Regions from separate parts of the Macaca mulatta genome. Here region 1 is linked to region 2. Evidence: chromatin contacts called from public Hi-C data. All regions are on one chromosome and are shown on one strand. The core of a region is the stretch at or near the end of the contact, and the rest is flanking DNA. Distances in the headings are between cores, read along the strand shown.

What was found. Hi-C and Micro-C count contacts between places; a contact is called where the count stands out from the background.
Region 1: a Hi-C map of fetal cortical plate shows a contact between it and region 2, with 3 times the contacts expected there. The contact joins the promoter of ARHGAP28 here to the enhancer-like site in region 2. A contact is called at or near these places in 2 of 14 Hi-C or Micro-C datasets (fetal cortex germinal zone and fetal cortical plate).

The regions. Positions count from the first base shown.
Region 1 is chr18:77,823,927-77,828,214 of T2T-MMU8v2.0, reverse strand. It overlaps ARHGAP28 (Rho GTPase activating protein 28), which reads right to left and starts at 1,427. Exons shown (of 18, transcript XM_028838212.2): 1 at 578-1,427. The coding sequence starts at 1,305. LOC144336386 (a long non-coding RNA gene) reads left to right here and starts at 659. Exons shown (of 2, transcript XR_013408129.1): 1 at 659-801; 2 at 1,451-1,692.
Region 2 is chr18:76,996,374-77,000,987 of T2T-MMU8v2.0, reverse strand. No RefSeq gene overlaps it. Among named protein-coding and RNA genes, the nearest start is that of TMEM200C, 17 kb to the left of the region's middle. Within about 2 kb of position 1,812, at least 1 of the 40 cell types and tissues checked has an H3K27ac peak or open chromatin away from gene starts, as enhancers often do. A contact at or near this core is called in fetal cortical plate, where this site is marked.

The DNA of each region.
Region 1 (4,288 bases), core at 178-2,677, 830 kb before region 2:
AATCAAATAATGACACCAATGCATTTATACAGTTGAAAGGTTTTAACATGTAGAAATAAAATTGTCTTTTAAAGTCTACTGAGGTGTACTTTTTAGAGAATTTCTCAACCTACATTTTAAATCAGAAATGCAGTTACTGAACAAGCTCTCAAAAGGAGTATTTTGAGGATTTAGGGTTATGTATTTTAATGTTTTCTTTTCATGTGCTGCTTGTGTTTCATTTGGAAAATTTTTTAATTTCCCGAGATTTTATAGGCAACTTTGGCCGAAATGGGTGTATATATATATATATATATATATATATATATATATATATACACATGACTTATCCTCAAATCGTATCAAGAATGCAATCCCGCTGCTAATCTCTGCTAGCCAACGACTTCAGCCCAGGCTAGTGCAGCCTTCGAGCGTTTCCCACCTCCAGTCAAAGACAATGCAAAGAACCCCAGGCTCACTCATCTAGTCCACCAAAACTTGAAACAACTATCTGCGCCCAGGCAGAAGGCGCAGCTGCACGGCGAACCCCCCAAGCCCGGCGCGACTGCGCCGCCCTGGCGGGAGCGGCTCCGGGTACCTGCTGAGCGGGTGGCTGGCGGCGGCCCGGGGCGCGCAGCGCGACTCTGCGTTGGGGGGCTGGGCGCGGGCGTACGAGTGGTAGGCGGTCAGCACCACGCCGCCCGAGTCCTCCACCTCCATCGTCAGCCACGCATGTCTCGGCGCCGGCCCCAGAACAAAGACCGGGACCAGCATGGACCGGCGCGCCGGGAGGCTGTCAGCAGCTGGGCAGCGGGGCCGGAGGTGCGACCAGCCGCTCTCTCCCGCGGCTGTCAGTGGCCCCCGGGCAGGCCCGCCCCGCCCCGCCCCGCCCCGGGCGCGCGAATTCGCAGACGCTGGGAACCACGCCCACGGGCTGGAGTAGGGGCGGGCATTGTGTGTGTGTGTGTGTGTGTGTGTGTGTGTGTGTGTGCGCGCGCGCGCGCGCGCGCGTGCGTGCCTGTGTGTGCGTGTGTGTGCCTGTTTGTGTGCCTGTGTATGTCTGCACGCCTGTGTGTGCCTGTGTGTGCGTTTGTGCCTGTGTGCGCGCGCCTTTGTGTGTCCGTGTGTGCGCTTTTGTGTGTCCGTGTGTGTGTGTGTGTGTGTGTGTGTGTAAGCCTTTGGGTGTCCATGTTTGTTCCTGTGTGCGCGTTTGTGCCTCTGTGTGCGCGCCCGTGTGTACGTGTGTGTCCGTGTGTGTGTGTGCGCGCGCCTTTGTGTCCGTGTGTGTGCCTGTGTGTTTGCGCCTGTGTGTGCGTGTGCGCGCATGTGTCGGGAGTGCGGGGGGAGGTGTGATCCCCGCTTCTAGGAAACTGGAAACCGGCCGGGATCCTTTGGGGCTCCTGCTAGCGGCTCTAGTAAAGTTTGTTTTTCATTGTTTCTTTTTTTTTCCTTTTCTCACTCCCCCTCCCAGCCCGCTTCCAACTGGAGGCTTATCCTGTGGCTGGGAACATTTCCTGCCTGGCTGCAAGGAGTGAGACTAAGAAACCATACCTCAGGCTGAGGAGAGAGGCGGGGTTTGAAATGTGTGCTCTGGGGAAGAAAAGGAGAAAATGTGACACTCTGTCATTTAAAGCATCCACATCAAAAATTGAAGAACTGGATTACCTTGCTGTTGACTTAGTCAAGTTACAATAAACTTGATTTCCTTTTGGGTCAGGTAATTCCCTCTCATAGCAAGGGAACGCTTCCCTCCCCCACCCTCAATCTCACTACCAGACTCTTACCTCACTCTCACATCCCTTTCCTCCTCCCAGTCATGATCAAATTAACAGATACCGTTTGCAGCTTGTCTGAAAATTAGACTTTATTATTATAGGCCAAATGGATGTTATTTCCAGAAGTTACTGTTGGTGGGGGAGGATGTAGGGACTGGTTCGAGGTAGATAAAAAGGGGCATCATTAGAAATCTTGAGTCTGAAGTATGTCCTTATCCACATAGGACTAATAGCACAAATGGAAAAATACGACATTCTTATAGCTGATTAAAAAGTAACCAGAAGTATGCCTAGGAAGAGGCCCACGTGAATGTTTTACTCACATGGACAGTGTTTTATCTGCTGTCTCTTCCACACATCCCTAGGAGCTAGATGAAGTAGAAAGACAAGTTAATCTATCCCTTACTGGAGGGCAACTTGATCATGCTACTTAACATCTCGGAATCTGTGTTGCTGCCTCTGTGAAATGGGGAAAATAACATTCATCTTGTAGGATTAAAGCAACAAGTACCTGTTAGGTTTTCAAGAAATGGGGGTACTCTTTGCTCTTTACATTCATCAAGAAGGGACACATTTATTTTCATTGCACTTTCAGAGTTTGGGAAAACATAAGTTTTTCATCCAAAATGCTTTAAAAAATGTTTTATTAATTAAACGGTAAGCTAATAATGACTAAATTTACTAACGTGTTAGATGGTGTACATTAGCTGTTTAAACAATGGTGTACATTAGCTGTTTAAACAGGTAGGTAGTATTATTATCCCAATTTTATGGATAAAGAAACTTATCAAGCACGAGTGTATGGAAAAGACACATGCAAAGAATGCTTTATTCTCCAAAGTTTTCAGATAAAAAGAGGCATCTGTTTACTTACTGTGCTTTATGCCAATGCATAAAACTAAGACAATACCTTCTTAAAACGTGAAGTTGAAAAACCACTGTAGGTACTGATATGTATCCACAATTCTTCATCTAAAACCTTGGGAACAGATGCATTTCAGAAATTACATCTACTTTTTATTTTTAAATGATAATTTCATGCATGCACCATTTAATATAAAAAACCCTCAGCCCAGTAAATTTGGGACAGTATTGTATATTTAAGTGTATTACTTCTGCAGCAAAGAAAAATGAATATTGACTTTGAGTAGGATAAAGTCTATAGATAGCCTCACATTTGTTCAGGTCAAGTTTATCACCCAATAAATTTTGGCACCAAACTTCATAAAAGCTTGTAATTTTTATCTGATAGTATTTTAGAATTATCATAAGGAATTATAGTAGTGGAACTTTTTCTGGGCATGGGACATTCTTCTTTTATTTTTCTGAACTACAGACTCACAATATGAAATACCTACAGGGTCTTTTCTTATAAACATTTTGATCGTAACACGGCCTCTAGATGCCCCGCATTGCAGTAACGCCTCATCCTGCCAGCCAAGGAGCCCTCCTCCTCTTGTGTATTCACATTGTAGACGCCCTGGTTTCACTTTGGACTCCTCCCTCCAATCGATGATCAAATCTGTCATTTGTTCCTCAAAATATCTGCCAACCATTCTTTGAATTCCCACCGCTAATGTCTTTGCCCTCTCGTCACCATCTCCTGACTAGGTGGCCGCAATCTTTCCTTCACAAAGATTACTTTCCATCAGCTTCCTCTTAAGCCCCATCCCCTTTCAAAATGCTGTTTGGGTGATTTTCCTAAAATGCAGAACATCCTCTTCTTCTTTCTCAGAAAGCCCTCAAATGTAACCTACTTGCTACAAATTGAAGTCCAAACTCCTTAGTGTGGCCTCTCCTTAATCTATTTTGATCTCCTAGTACTTCATCACTCCCAAGGCCCTGTGGCCCACTTACACCAGCCTGTCCTGTGATCTTACTTTGTCTTTGCCTCTACCTAGTATTTCTTGTCTGGAAATCCTGGAAAACCCTCTATATACCACTATAAAGCCTCTCAGGTGTTCCTAATTCAAAGCAACCCTCCTTCTGCCCTTCTGTGGAAATTGCTCTTACTTTCATTATAACAAATAATTTCATTCGGCCATGTAATTAAAGCACAGTCAGCCAAACACTGTGCTGTGTGCATTCTCCACGCCTGCGCCCAGGGCAGATGTTGCTAACAGATCTTAGCATTTTTTTTCCACTGAGCCCAGATATGGCCATGAAAGCTACCTCAAAATAGAACCCCAAACCAGCAAGATAGCTTTGAGATGAAAACTACTTGCTAACTCAAGATTGTATTACTATTTTCCAGCAAATTCGTGTCTTTTACTAAATTGTAAGCTACTGGAAGGGCGAGGGTCATGTTTTTGTCTTTATAGCCCAGAGCCTGTAGTGTTTTGCAGAGTAGGCATTCAATAAGGAATAGTTGTTGAAAGAATGAACGTACGAATCAATGAGTGAATCAGTGAACGAGATAATACTCTTTAGTGCAGCAGTTTCAACCTTGCAGAGTAGCCAAGTGTAAGGGTCAAAGGGAAACTTCTTTGCCCTCGGAAAGTTCACTGAAAAATTAACTCACAGAAGGCAGATTA
Region 2 (4,614 bases), core at 563-3,062:
TAGCAAGAAAACCTTTGCTTCAAGCAGATAATAGGACTGACAAGCCATGTATGCCATAGTTCTAATGACATAGACTGTGACCTTAAGAAAAATTGAAAAATTCCAAAACAAAATTTGTAAGTCATAGGATTTGGTCATGGCCGAGACTCAGGAATGAACTTGATCATATTTATACTAGCAAAGCGATACATAAGACTTGATGAATTCCATAGTGAGTTTGTATATTATATTTTGGTTTTCATGTGAAATTGTTTGGATTCTCATTATGCCTACCATAACCAGAATTATGAGCCTAAGTGAAGACTGAAGTATTTTGGAGCTCTAGTCCTTGCTACATGGGTTTAATTAGACTAGAAAATGCCCTGAAAGTGAAGCGAACCAAACAAATGTCAACTTTACAGGCACTGAAGTTGATTTCAAAATGTTTGCATCATTAAATTAAAATAAAATAGTAACAATTCATTAGTCAATTACATTGCTCAATTTGAATATACAGGATTTTCCCTCCTAGATTCAAATTAGAAAATTCAGAGACGGTCAAAACAATTTGGAAAGAGCTTAGGTTTGTTCTGATGCCAGGTGGGGGTCTTCTTGAGGGAGGATTTCCTATGAAGAGTGTTCCAAGAACACTCCAAGTGTAAAGCCATAAACATTCATTTGTGGAGATGTCATACACTTGAAGAGAACTCGATTTTCTCTAGTTTAGTCTTCATAAAACTAGACTGTGACTTTCTTCTTGCACTTCAAAGCAGAATATAATCCTTGTTTACAAAATAAGCAAAACATACCTTTATAGCAATACACATTTTATCTTATCACACTATATTATGCCTAGGGAATTTCAATTAAATGGTACCATTAGTTTTCCCTTCAATTTTGGTTTTCTTTAGACCACAAAGGGTTCAAACCTGGGTCTAATTGGCATAAATGTGGTGGGAATTTTACCACTATCTAAAGAACAAATCTGTTATTATTATTATTAATTTTTGAGATGGATTTTTGCTCTGTCACCCAGGCTGGGATGCAGTGGTGTAATCTCGGCTCACTGCAACTTCTGCCTCCTGGGTTCAAGAAATTCTCTTGCCTCAGCCTCCAAAGTATATGAGATTGCAGATGCCTGCCACCATGCCCTGCTAATTTTTGTATTTTTAGTAGAGACAGGCTTTCACCATGTTGGCCAGGCTAGTCTTGAACTCCTGACCTCAGGTGATCCGCCCGCCTTGACCTCCTAAAGTGCTGGGATTACAGACATGAGCCACCACACCCGGCCCAAATCTGGTGATTTAGGTTAAAAAACAATATATCCTGCTCTGTCCTTATTGAACACCTATACTGATCATTGCCCAATTTTCCCTTGAGTGCGTGTTAGAATGCTAGGGCTCTACTGAGAAATTTCAAAAACCATTTTATTTTAATTTTTTATTCATATAAATTTAAAGAGTACAAGTGCAATTATGATACATGGATATCTTGAATAATGGTGAAGTTTGGGCTTCTACTATGCCCATCACCTGAATAATGTACATGGTACCCATTAAGTAATTTCTCATCACCCATTCCCTCTCACCCTCACACTCTTTCAAGTATCCAATTCAAAACTCTTTTAAATTAAGGAGCTAGTATTTAAAATATATCAATAGCCCATTTCAGACGGCTTTGTGTCAAATCACTTTCCCATGCTTTTATCCCTAGATGACTCAGTTGTCTTCACATTTTTTGTCCAGTGTAAAATTTTAGATTTCCCTGCATCTTGCTCCCCCTACTGCCAAGTAGGTGTATGCGCGCCTTAAAGTAAAAACAAATGCCACATTCCAAAGTACTATATGCTTTTTCTATAAAATGCATACCCTTCCCTGTTGTCCCCGACCTCCCACCAAAATGTGAAGTGGTCTGGATAATAAAATTTTCTTTTTATCACCATTGTTCCCATTAATAGCACAAGCTTACTCTGTATTCTTCCGGAATTCTTTTACATAGCTAGGCTCCCATCCTGGAAATGTGAACAAATGTCAGTCGCAAGACTCACTGCCAATTTTCTTTAACCAGAAGTACTAATGCTGGCCACAGTTCTCACCACTATTCCTTCTATTCATCAATTTCTTTAGCAAACATTTATCATAGACCTTCTAATTTTCAGACCCTGTCTTTAAGAATGAAGATATTAAAAATATGTACTTTTTGACCTTGAAATCTCATAGTCTAGTAGAGGACACCTATATGTAAACAAATAATTTCAATGTGTGACATGTGGAGGAGCATTTTATGAAAATAGAATAGTCAAGTGTGTACATTTTCAGCACTGAGCTAGCTCTAAAAGCTTTCTCACCTGCAAAATAGGACAAGTGCCTACCTCAGAAGGTTTTTGTGAGGAGCAAATGGCACAAGGCATATAAGGCCGTGTGCCTGGCATTTAGTGGGTGCTCAATAAATGCCAGCTACTATTATTACTAGTTAATAATGACATGATAATAATCAGCGATTTTTTGGTTTCCAGAAGTAGGAACTATTCTCTCAGTCACTCACCACTTGGAAGTTTCTTCCCCTAGTGTGATACAGCATTTTGAATCATTCAGGGTTCACTCTGGAAGCAGAAGCACTGTGAGCTATCTAGGGGACAAGGGATTTAGTTCAAGAATGGGACGTTGTCTGGTCATAGGAGGATCTGGGGCAAGTGATGTTCCAGGAAGGAATTTGGAGTTTTGGAGAAGTCATCAACCTGAGAAGTTAAGCACGTCCAAGCACCGAAATGAGGCTGCAAACTGAAGATGCGGGGAAGCCATCAGAAGCTGTGCTTCTGTATTGCCACCTGGAGTGAGGTGGTGGGCCTGGGGCTGCTCTTATTCCGTGTGGTCATCCTTCAGAAGAAGAGCTGACTGCGGAGAGAGGGAGAGCAAGGACAGGCTGGAGCCCACCAGCGCCACTGTATCTGCTGTAACCTCATCTAACGCAATGATCCCCAAGGGCAACAACTGCTGTGTTGCTTCCACCTTCTTCAAATTGGTCTTCTGGCTGACTCCAACTCAGAATCCTACAGAGCAGTATATTCTGAGAAAATAGGTCTAACCTAACCAAGTCCACATGGTTAAAAAACACCAGAGTCCATCTGTTGTCAGCTTGGCATCCATATGCACCTCTTTAACTATATTTAATTTCTAAATAAGGACATAAGCAGCATCATGCTTCTACCTAACGTGATGTAGCTATCTCTCACACACCTGAAAACACAGCAACGCTCTCTACGAAAAAGAGTACAGGTTCAGTCTCCTTTAGTGATGCTCATTCCTGTAGCTAGTTCACCTCCAAGCCTTTGCCATCCTGTAGTTTAAATATTGAGGTATATAATCAAGTGAACTACTATTAACATATCATAAGTTAGACAGCAGAAGAGCCAGAGTAAGGGAGAAAGAAATCAGTTTTCATATTTTCTATTCACTTCACTTTGAGCAAGCACATTGACTGATTGTGTCCCTTTCTGGCAGGTAACCCAAGCCTTTCTTCTTGAAAGGTCTGTGCCCGGAGCTGTTCTGCCTATATGGGGTTGGTGTACTTTTTCCTTACAGGACATAGTAATTGTCACAGGCACGATCAGGATCTCATGCATTCCGGACAGCCTCCTTACCCACACTGTGGAGTAGCAAACCAATTTCCACTTCATAGTTAGAACAGTCACATCGGTTAGTACAGGCACTCCTTTCTTTGCCCAGATGACAATCTCAACTTCCAGTTTAATGGAACCAACACTTTGTGCTTCGTGGAAGCATCCCTTTCTTGGGAACTAAGATCTTTAGACTAGCAGAGCCCAGAGTTGCAGCTACTGAAAGCAAAAATTTCGCATACTAGTGAAATTCACTTACTAGTCATTAGAGGTAACAGTGGGAGAAATCACTTCCATTTCTACTGCTTCATTATTAGACACGTGAGTCATAACTATGGGAAAAGCATCAAGGCGTACTGTTTGCTGACTTGGAGAATACACCGTATTCTAGAGAATGTTACCCCAGCCTGCGAAGTGTTGCCACACAGCTGGTGTTACAACTAAGTCTTCAAAAGGCCATTCCATCATTCCCTCAGGCTAGTTGTTTAGATGACTGAAACTGGTTAATTTCGTGAACATGAGCCCATTGACAAACTACATTTACTGTAAAATTAATTCTATTGGCAGAATCAGAACTATGTGGAATATCATGATGGTGAAAAAGACATTCTGAAATCCACAGATGGTGGTTTTGGCAGAAGCATTTCAGTAGGGAAGGCAAATCTATATCCAGGCTAGGTGTCTATGCCAGTGAGAATAACAGTCTCCCTCCCATGATGAGAGTGGTCCAATGTGATCAACCTGCCACTCATACTGGGGGCTTATTATTGTCTCTGCTGCCATGGCAACTTTGTTCATGAGCCCACTGGGAAAAAATATAGTATGCATATACCCATGTTCATAACAGCATTATTCATCATAGCTAAAAGGTAGAAACAACCCAGGTGTCCATAGAGAGATGCATGGATAAACATAATGTGGAATATATCTGCAGTGAAATATTATTCAGTCTTTAAAAAGGAAGGAAATTCTGACACATGCTACAACATCGATGAACCTTAAAGACATTCTGCTAAGGG